Linked DNA regions of Mus musculus: regions 2 and 3 are each linked to region 1. Evidence: chromatin contacts called from public promoter capture Hi-C data. All regions are on one chromosome and are shown on one strand. The core of a region is the stretch at or near the end of the contact, and the rest is flanking DNA. Distances in the headings are between cores, read along the strand shown. Region 1 holds the start of Kcng1 (potassium voltage-gated channel, subfamily G, member 1). Region 2 holds the start of Nfatc2 (nuclear factor of activated T cells, cytoplasmic, calcineurin dependent 2). Region 3 holds the start of Atp9a (ATPase, class II, type 9A).

The links. Promoter capture Hi-C pulls out the DNA fragments that hold promoters and counts their contacts.
Region 2: a contact with region 1 is called in a promoter capture Hi-C map of embryonic stem cells, with 3 times the contacts expected there. The contact joins the promoter of Nfatc2 here to the promoter of Kcng1 in region 1. A contact is called at or near these places in 9 of 39 promoter capture datasets (the SN4741 cell line, cranial neural crest, embryonic stem cells and 4 more), 9 of 115 datasets of contacts at active chromatin or transcription factors (astrocytes, embryonic basal ganglia, embryonic hindbrain and 4 more) and 1 of 9 other capture datasets (liver).
Region 3: a contact with region 1 is called in a promoter capture Hi-C map of neural stem cells. The contact joins the promoter of Atp9a here to the promoter of Kcng1 in region 1. A contact is called at or near these places in 7 of 39 promoter capture datasets (the 3T3-L1 cell line, 3T3-L1-derived adipocytes, hippocampal neurons and 3 more), 1 of 115 datasets of contacts at active chromatin or transcription factors (embryonic forebrain) and 3 of 9 other capture datasets (adipose tissue, embryonic stem cells and liver).

Annotation. Positions count from the first base shown.
Region 1 is chr2:168,279,583-168,282,927 of GRCm38.p6, forward strand. Kcng1 (potassium voltage-gated channel, subfamily G, member 1) reads right to left here and starts at 1,524. Exons shown (of 3, transcript NM_001081134.2): 1 at 1,296-1,524.
Region 2 is chr2:168,588,501-168,591,952 of GRCm38.p6, forward strand. It overlaps Nfatc2 (nuclear factor of activated T cells, cytoplasmic, calcineurin dependent 2), which reads right to left and starts at 1,865. Exons shown (of 11, transcript NM_001136073.2): 1 at 1,562-1,865. The coding sequence starts at 1,691.
Region 3 is chr2:168,739,588-168,743,065 of GRCm38.p6, forward strand. Atp9a (ATPase, class II, type 9A) reads right to left here and starts at 2,213. Exons shown (of 28, transcript NM_015731.3): 1 at 2,095-2,213. The coding sequence starts at 2,162.

The DNA.
Region 1 (3,345 bases), core at 274-2,773:
GATGTGTTTATTGATGAGACACCAGGCAGTGACTCTGAGTACCGTCATAGGTGTGTGTGTGTGTGTGTGTGTGTGTGTGTGTGTGTGCACGTTGGTGGAGGGTTGGGGGTGTCAAACAAACCCCAGCGAATATCTACCTAGATTTATAGTCTGGCAGGCCCTCCTTTCTCCAGCGAATCAGACCAATCCCTGCCCCCTCCTCTCACCTTCCTGTGGACTTAGCTCAGATGTCACCGAGGAGGGGTGAGTATGCGTTTGCCTCCCACCTATTATCTACTTGGGGAACTCAGGTGTTTAGCACCCCTTAAGTACCTCTGCATTGCAAGTGTTTAACAAAATGTGTGCCAAAGTGACAGCTTGGCCTCTAAGCCCCATCACTAGGAGGAGGCTGTGCTCACCTAACATTAGATGAACCTTCTCAGCCCTCATCATCACTCCCAGCCCCCACTAAAGAGCTTTTAAAAGCCCACTTCTTCCTCTCCAGGGATCGGACCCCCCACCCACCCAGGAATGAACGCATTAAGCACCAACCTTAAATCTGCTATACACATATGCTGTAGCGCGGGCCACCCTGGCAGGCTGTGCCCTTCTGAGGCAGGGCCTGAGAGTCTCAACCTCCCCCCCGCCCCCCCATCGCCAGAGTCCATTGTCCTGTCGCCACCTCGGCCATTGTTCAATCCAGGCTTGTTGAATAAATGACTGGATGAACACTGAGTGTTTGGCATAGTGAGATGCCCACAGCAGGTGCTCAACCAATTTTTGTACAACCCAGAGAATGAACGAGTTCGTCTCTTTTCCATCCACACCCAAAAACTATGAGCAAAGCCGGGCCACTTATCCCGGGTACACTGAGGTTAAGGAGACCTCTAACTTTCTTACTAGATGCTAAGGCCCGCGACCACTGAATAGTCACTAGGGCCTTGCACACAGTAGGCGGTCCATAAGCCTTCACTGAGTTCGTAATTAATGAATGACTTAAATGAGTCCCGCTGGTGGGGATGCTGCCTTCCGTGCCTATTGACAGTGAAAGACTTCCCCGCATTCCAACTCCTCCCGTGGGACCCCAAAAACCCTGCACGCAAAGTCAGAGCGCACTACGCATTCCGGGGACCCCTGGAAAGGATCCGTGGCCGGACCAAACTGCGGCCGCGTGGGTGCATGCCGCATCGCCCGGGCGGCCTCTCCGGGGCTCCTAGGTATCCGCAGAGGGTACCGGGGCCGCGGCCACGTGCAGAGCCCGGAGCGCCGCTTGCAGGAGCAGGGTCCCGCCAGGCTGCAGCCCGCGAAGTTCCCACCTTAAGTTCCCGTCGCGGCGTCCCCGCCTAGGAGCTAGCCGGGCCGCAGCTCTGTCTCCCGGCGCAGCGATGCCGGGGTGAGGATGCGAGAGGGGGCAGCAAGCGGCACGTGGGACCCGCTTGGCCTGCCGGGGCTGCCCGCAAACTTTGGCCCCAGGGCCGCTGTCCTGCGCGCTGGACCCCTGACCGTCCCGCCTCCGCCTCCTGGTGCCCGCCGGGCTGCAAGTGCGCCGGCAACGCGGCGCGGCAGCAGCTGAGGGAGGTGGCCGGGCAGGAGGCGGGACGGAGGGAGGGGACTGCGCGCGGGGCGGGGAGAGGGGCGGGCGGGGGGCGGGAGGATGGAGCCACCGCGGGACCCGCCACTGCGATGCCACGCACCCTGACCCGACCCAGAGTCCAGGTCCTAGCGGAACGCAGTGCTGCACTCTCCCCATCCTGCCCATAACCATCTCCTCCCATAATCATCTCCTGCGCCCTGCAGGCCCCTGCCTTCCGGTGGCGACCTTTTAAGTCCCAGCGCTGCTCCTCCCAGGGCTCCTGGCCTGAGGCGCATCCACTTCTCCAGTTTTCTCAGTGGTCGTGGGACGCTCTTCCACCCTAGGCTCAGCGAGTACCAGGACCCGAGCCTCATTCCCCACGTGAGTCGCTATCGTGGGAACGCCACCGAACCAGTCTTCTGTCCTTAGGTCCAACCTCACGCTGAACTGTCACGGACACTGCAGATGTCACGTCGGGGGTGGGGTGGGGTGGCCGCATTTTATGTGTGGCAGTCCGGGAGCCCCACACGCTCTCCACCTTACCATACCAGCCATACATGTGCCTTCTCCATTGGCGGCCTTGGGCTTTTCCTGCCCCTGCGGTCCAGGGCCTGCGCCACCTTTGCAGTGTCACCAAAGCCAAAGAATGAGCGCTCTGGGCCCCAGAATGACTCCTATGCTGTAGTTCCTCACTGTCCCGGGTGGGTCCCGGTCTGGCAGTCTCTGGGTCCTGTACTCAGTCAACAGCCTGGAGAGGACAGGGTGGATTCTGGAGGCCTCTGAGTTGGCAGAAGTTGCAGCAGGATTTGGGATTAGGTGGGAAAGCTGTCTGAGAAGAGAGGGAGTAACCTGCTTGGGGAAATTGATTGGTACTGTCCTTTCTCCTCCATCAGGGAAGCAGGAGAGACTCAGGAACCAAGCTCAGCGAGTGTGCCTCCTATGCCTGGGGCTTCTTTAACGAGTTGCTTAGGCTTGGCCCCGGGGGATGTAAGCTTTGGGTTCACTCAGCACGTGGGTGGAGACAGATGGCAGAGTCAGAGAGTCAGCTGAGGACCTGTCCCAAGAACTCTCAAGCTTCTGCAGCGTCTACACCAGGAGAAAGGGGGGCGGGAAGTGCAAGTAGAAGGGGAGGTGGGGGAGGGGCTCTTCAGATGGAACAAAGTCGACTCCAGATCAGGGCCAGGAACTGAGAGGACCTCATCTTTGGGAGATTTGCAAAGAGATCCCACTAAGGGGCAAACAAAGGCTTCTGAGATGCTGAGAGACACGGGGAGGCAGTGTGCCGGAGGGACATAAATAACAGAGGCCAACATAAAGGTTCTCGGTGGACTCTGGAGGCCAGTGCTCCCACGTCCCATGTTGAAAACATGGCTGGTCCTTGGTGCTCTGTTAGCATGAACAGAAGGACCCATACATCCATCTTTCTTGCTTTCTTCTGAGCCTCGGGTTCCAGAGCAAGGGCTGTGCTGTCTTCCTCTGGCCGGCAGCTTCCACATGGGAAAACTTAAGAGTAGCCTCTTCAGTGATTGTTGGAGGAAGCCAGCACTGTCCTATGACAGCAAGCCTACTACTGCTGTCCCCATGGAGGACGGCAGGACCAGGATGTGAGCAGAAGTTCTCAAAACCTTACTGTGGTCTGAGTCCTCTGGAGAATTCTTCAAACCCACTGGATCATACTTGTGACCCTTCCAGCAAGTTCCCTGGTCTGGGCTTTTTGAAGACTTCAGTTTATCCCAGCTCCATCTGGCCTCAGAGAGATACTTAGATGGGTTGTGAAGCCCAAGCTAGCCTAA
Region 2 (3,452 bases), core at 615-3,114, 310 kb after region 1:
CACACACTCACTGAAAAAGCATGGGCTTTTCTCAATGACAAAGTATCAGTATCAAACCGATACACCATGCTGATGTATGCCTTGCGGGAAGGGGTCTTGGATATCTGGGAACTCTGTGTTACTATCTCAGTGCTTCTACAAACGGAAAACTGGAACCCCCAAATAAAGTATATTATTAAAAACACAACAATAACACAGGGTACCAGGCTTTCCCATGGTCATTAAGCCACCCATCTGCTGGCCACGGAGCTCTGCTTGCCAAGAAAAACTATAAAAAGCACCTCCCACCAGATTTGGCTTGGAAACTATTTCCCCGGAAATCCTCACCCTCCACCCTCACCTAGAGAGAGAGAGAGAGAGAGAGAGAGAGAGAGAGAGAGAGCCTGAGAGAGGAGTGTGAATTCCCTGCCAGCTAGATAGGACTTTAATCTTAATGAATACACAGCCCACTGATGTGTGTGAATGGCTCACAGATTGCTAACTGTGTCTTTTCAAGGGAAACCTGTCCCTAGAACGGACCTCTAAAAAACATGAACACTGGCTCTTTGACTATTATTATCATCTCTAGCTGAAACGTAAAAATCGTCACTAAAGCAAGTCCCTCCCCAAAGGTTGTCCGTGAGGACCCTGCTGGAAGAAAGGGTTAATGCCACCAGGACTCTGCAACTCCCCAGCCTGGCATCAAAACCCTTCCTACGCACCAGGCACCAGATGCCCGCAAGCCCGCAGCCACTGAGGCATCTGGAAGCTGCCAGCAGGCTTGCCCCTGAGCCTGCCGCAGGCAAGGGCTGGGCTGTCAAAATCAGGAAACCTGGTTAGGTTTTCTTGTTTGCTCCCAGGCAACAAGTTTTCTAACCAGAAAATGCAATGTGAAGCTGGGCATAAAGCCTGCTACCGCCTCTGACAGATGCTGTTAAATGCTGGAGTGACAGAGGCGTTGCCCAGCCCCCAGCAATAGGGGGCCAGACTAAACTTCAGCAGAAATAGCCGGTCCTCCTCTCCCAGGTGCCCCATCCATGAGAGCATGGGTGAGGGGCTGGTGAAAGCTCACTTAGTAACCTGGTCCACCTGCAACGACTGGTAAACTCGGAGAGGAAATGGGCCAGCCTCCTGGCACCAGAGGCAAACCACCCTCAAGCATGAGACAGAGCCTCTTCCTTAGTTTCAACACAAAGTCCCCAACAACCGGCTCCCAGGATGCCGCAGGCTCACTGTCTCACAGCCTCAGGGGTAAGACTGTCAGGCTCAGCTGCAGCCTCTCTGACATCCTTGGGCACACGCCCCTCTACCTCTACCGAAGCCACTCTCAGAAAGCAAAAACATCTCCTCTACAGCCTCTGGGCTGAACTAGGGAGCTAACCATCCTTTGTTATACTGACAGTGACCCTCAACCTCCTGGAAATCTCCCCCCTCCCCCATGGTGTGGCCACTCTGGCTCCCCTCCCTGTCACTAGGGCAGGAGCAACCCCTGCTGCAGGCTCCAGGAGGAAGCCCTGCATCGGGTCCCTAGGCCCTGTCCCCGCCAGGGCTCTAGGACTAAGCTTGGGGAGCCTCTACCGACCTTCGATAGGGTTCAGATAGTCATAATCGAAGAGGATGGAAAAGTCCAGCTCGTCTTGGGGACTGCCCCCGGGCTCGTGGCCGGGGCCGTCCCCGCCATCGGGGTCGGGCTGCGGCTCCGGGACGTCCATGGCTCGGGGCGTTCGGGATGCGGGTTCGTATAGAGTCGCGGGGCGCAGAGCAGGGGTCACCGTATCTGTGGCGCACGGTGAGGCCGAGGATGGCTCACGGCGCAGTGGGTCCTGGACGCGTCCGGGGAGCGGGTGGCGGCGCGAGCTTCCTGCTCAAGGCACCTGTTGCAGCCTGGAGGGGGCGGGGACGGCGGTGGCTGGTGGGGCGGGGCGCCGCCCGGACGGGGAGGGGCACCGCCCGGTCTGGCCTGAGCGACAGGCCCAGACAACTTCTGCTTCACCTGCTGCTGTCTGACCCAGGGTCCGGTCAGAAGCTGTTGCCTGCGAGCTCTACCTTAGGGACCACTCGCTGAGCCTTTCCCGATTCCTAGGAGAGGGGCGCCCTGTCTTCTTGGGGATGCCCACAGCTATGGCTCATGCCAAAGTGTCTGTCTCTGATTTGCAAGCTCTAAACTCAATTGACCAGGCCTGGGCCACCTACCACGTGCCACCCAGCATATAGCAGCCACTGTGGGCCGGTTGGGACAAATTAGGGATAAAGATCATCACCCCTTTTGATAACCAGGAGAGAAACCAGCAGAAGCTGCGAAGGCTTTGGCGCCAGAGGGAAGTGACACGCGAAGTTTGATTCATGATGATCTGGGGACCCTGTCCTGGTAGTGAGAACAGGAAGTGGTCTGGTGTGTGGGAGGCAGGGCTGACAGGTAACCTGTACTTCCGGCTGACGGAAGATGTAGATTACCAGGCTCCTCCTCGGGTCTCTCAGTTCCTAGTCTGGATTCAAACCCAATATTATGGAATTTTGATCAAGCCCCTAAGGCAGAGGTTTGGGGTGACTGCTGAAGAACCCAGGGCCACCCTCCAAAGAGACTCCCAGTTAACAACTTCTCAGAGCAAGAAACAAGGTAGCAAAGCGGAGATGGGCAGTGCTCCCTGATAACCCCCACCCCCACCCCAGCATGATAACAGTCACCAAAACAGCTTTTAAAAGCCAGGCTCCGCTGCAACTGCAACCTCAAGAGAGGAGGTGATAAGACCAAAGATCAGAAGTCTAGGTGGGTGGAGCCCTCTGGTCCTGGTCACCCAAGCTTGGTGACAATGACTGCACTCCTGCCTGGCAAGCATTCTTCAGGGGGAGCCACTTCTCCACTGAGGAGGTGTATCTCAAGCCATCCATCACTGAGATGGGTGTGGTTGGTTAGGCAAACTGATAGTCCCAGTACCAGAGAGGCAAAGACAATAGGATTGCCTCATTTGAGGTCAGCCTGGGCTACAGAGGGAGAGAACTAGTCTTGCCACCAAAACCAAACCACTCTCATCTTTCTTTTCGGAAATCTTTGCTGAGTAACTGCTGCAGATGCTGAGATGCGGGCTACTGCAAGGCTATCCTGCTACCCTGGTCACAGGACACAGATGTAAAGAGCTGTGAGCAGGCTTTTCTAAACTCCCCAACACACTACAATCCAGTGGAGCCTGGTTAAAAGCTCCAGGTTCCAGGCTTACAGAGTACCTTCTGGCTGTCAGGGCATAAAGGAGAATTGTAGTGGGAGCATCCAAATGTCTTAGGGGTGGGGACTCCAGCCAAGACCTTGATCTCTAGAAGGAAATGCATCTTCTCCCCAGGTCCTTATGACAGGGACCCAAGGTTGGACTCTGAAATTTGGCCAAGGAAACACAAGAGAAGCACTACAGTAGAAATGAGCGAGCTCTTGAATCCTCTGCCACCCCCACTCATCCCTTGCTAACCTTCTGCTCTAGTGG
Region 3 (3,478 bases), core at 963-3,462, 460 kb after region 1:
CAGTAAACATCTCTCTTCAGAGCCATCTCCACGGGACCTCACTGTTACTCAGGAACTCAGGATGGCCTCAAACTCACCAGAGATCCACCTGCTTCTGCCTCTGGCCTCTGGCCTCTGGCCTCTGCCCCTGCGGGGATTACAGACCTGGGCCACCATATCCAAGTGATTTTTGTTTGTTGTTTTTCTTTCTTTTTTTTTCTTTTTTCTTTTTTTTTTATTTTATGTATGTAAGTACACTGTAACTATCTTCAGAGACACCAGAAGAGGGCATCAGATCCCATTACAGATGGTTGTGAGCCACCATGTGGTTGCTGGGATTTGAACTCAGAACCTTTGGGAGAGCAGTCAGTGCTCTTAACTGCTGAGCCATCTCTCTAGCCTGTTTGTTGTTTTTCGAGACAGGGTTTCTCTGTGTCGCTCTGGCTGTCTGGGAGCTTGCTCTGTACACTAGGTTGGTCTTGAAATCACAGAGATGGCCCTGCCTCTGCCTCCTGAGTGCTGGGATTAAAGACATGTGCCACCACTGCCACCCATGATTTTTTTTTTTTTAAATATAAAATTATCTGCTCTCCTCTCTCCAGGCCTCTGAAAGTCAAAGCACATTCTATCCTGTAAACTTTAACTTATGCTCACACTCTTCTGATATGCACTGACCCAGGCCCTCAACCAAGACCGCCATTTAAAATCAGCAGGGGGCCTTCGGAAAGACACAAAGGCTAGGCCAAGTGGCACGGGATGCCATCCCACCTAATCTACCAAGGTGGCTGAGGCAGGAGTGTCCCAAGTAAGTCTCTCCTGTGCTCAGAGAACATTCAGAGCCAGGAGAAGAATTTCAGTGAGACCCCCAACTTAAATAAAAGGCAGAAGCAGCTGAGGATACAGCCAAGCGTTTCACAACTCTTGTCTGAGCCCAACCCCCAACTCTGGGAAAGAAACAAAGACTCACACACAGCCTCCATCCCTTGCACAGGACCTCAGAACCCTCAAAGAAGCCCGCAAGCATCGCGCAGTGCCTCCCCCATTGTTTGTGTACCGCGCCCAATACCAGGTAACTACATAAAGGATCGCCCGGGACCACGGAGGGCAAGCTGGCACCATCAGGATACAGGTCATTTCCATTCTTCACATTTCAAAATTCAGCAGGTGGGTGAATCTGTGAGCACAGAGGCCACCGTCGAGACCCCAGATTCTCATTTCATAGTCTAAAATGAGGTCAGGGGTGGGCTTCAAGTTCCCCAGGTAAACTCCTACACCTGCACACCTATTAGGCAGACCTTGTTTAAGTCAGGTTTTTCCTAAGAATCACCTGGCACAGTCCCTGCATTTAACAAGGAGACACGAATCAACCGCGGCACATTACAGTCTACTTATCTTACTAATTAAAGTGTTTATTGCAGGGGTTGGGGTAGGGTTCCACACAGAGCTCTGACGAAGTGTCTTCATAAAAACTTATATTCTGGGGGATGGGGGGGGGGCGTGTAGCTCAGTGGTAGAATGGTTAACAGGCTGGAGGACCGGGTTTGGTCCCTAGCACCATCAAACCCCAAAACAATTTAAAAAGCCAACAAACACCACCCGCAGGAAGTGTGGAGCAGGAAATGTGGGAACCGTGTTCCAGTACCTTCCCGCCCCCGCCCCCACCCCCAGGCTTTCCGTTTCCGTTTCCCACTCGGTAGAATTGAGTAGAGCCTCCGAACTGAGGCCTCGGGGAAGCCAGGCACAAAGAGCCCACAAGATGGCAGCTGGCATCTCTCCTTCCTACACTGATACCTGCTCAGCAGCCCCACCCAGCTCCGGCGTCCCACGGCCGAGCTACAGGGAACCGGAGAGACGGCGCCGCAGGCCCCGCCCAGCCGCAGCGCCTTACCTGCGCGGCCCTAGAAACGCACCTCCCAGGTCCCACCCCCAGGGGCTCCGATTGGCGGCTGGAGGCGCGGCCTGGGACTCTGCATTCTCTCCAGCTCGACCTCTGTCCCCAGGGGATCGAGCCTGCCCCCGCCCCCAGCCCCTGGCGGGGTCCCCCGCCTGCCAGGACGGACTCCCGGGGGCCGCGGCAGGTGTCCCCTCCTCCCTGCCCACGGCCCGGCCACTCACCCCGCGCGCGGCCTACTGTCCACCCGCTTCTTGTGGCGCACGGGCTGCAGCGGGATGCTGTCCGTCATGTCGCCGCCCGCCGCGCCCCCTGCGCTCCCCGCGGCCTCCGCGCCGCCCCGGGGCAGGGGGAGAAGGCGCCGGCAGCGGGCGGGCCGGGCCCGCAGCGCAGGGGCGAGGTCGCGAGCGCCGGGCCACGCGCGGAGCCGCCCGCGCGGCCCGACCGACGGACACGGCCGCACCATGGGCCCCGCTCCGCGCTGCGCCCACGCGCGCGCCCGCCCGCCGCCCGGGGCCGCCGCAGTGTCCCCGCCCGCGCCGCGCGCCCCCCACGCGCGCCTCCCCCCGGCCACGCGCCCCCCGCCGTGTCCGTGCGCGCGAGCGCGAGCGCGCGTCCCGCCGCACTCACCCCACCCCGGGCATTCTCTCCTGCTCGCTCCGAGCGGCGCGCACTCACCCCGCCCTGCTCACCCCACCTCCACGCCGCGGCCACTCGCGCGCACAGCCTGCCTCCTCTGCTGCAACCTGCGCCTCGCGCTGGGGTCCCCCGAGTTTCGGGCCGGGGTTGGGGGGAGAAGGTGGGCAGGTTTTCGGACCCCCACACACCCTGTGGCATCAATCCCACCCCTCTCTCCAGCTGCATTCCTAAATCATAATAACAGAGTCACAGCAGCCTTCACCCAGACACAGTGATCGCATGCAAAGGCTGTATCAGTCAGTCTGTCTCTCTCTATCTCAAAAAGGATATTGTGAAAATGAAAACACTCTGGGCGCCAGAGAACAGCTCAGCATTTAAAAAGCAGCCACCATTGCTTGACACACCTGCAGCTTCAGCCCCAAGGGGTCGGAGAGGGCACCTGCGCTGACGTGGCATACACCCACGCAGGCATATGCTACTTAAAAGAATAATGAAAACAAACCTTAAAACCAGCACATAGGAGCTGAGTTTGGTGGTGTATGCCTTTGATCTCAGCACTTGGGAGGTAGAGGCAGGCTGAGTTCAAGGCCAACCTGGTCTACAGAGCCTTGATGAGCCAGGGATATACAGAGAAACGATGTCTCTAAATAAATAATCAATCGACCAGCATATAGAGGGCTAGAGAGATGGTTCATTGGTTATGTTCACCAGCTGCACTTGTAGAGGACCTGGGTTCGATTTCCAGCACCCTTGTGCTAGCTGATCAATGTCGGTAGTCCAGCTCCAGGGGAAATGATGCCCTCTTGTGGCCATCGTTGGTATTGCATGCATATGATTCAAACATATGCAAAAAAAAAAAAAAAAAGTAAAATACACAAATCTTTTTTAAAATGAGTATGTATGTCAAGTCCCTCAAGATGTAACACCGTGTAACTACCATAAACGATGCTGAACTATGAGGGGCAGTTT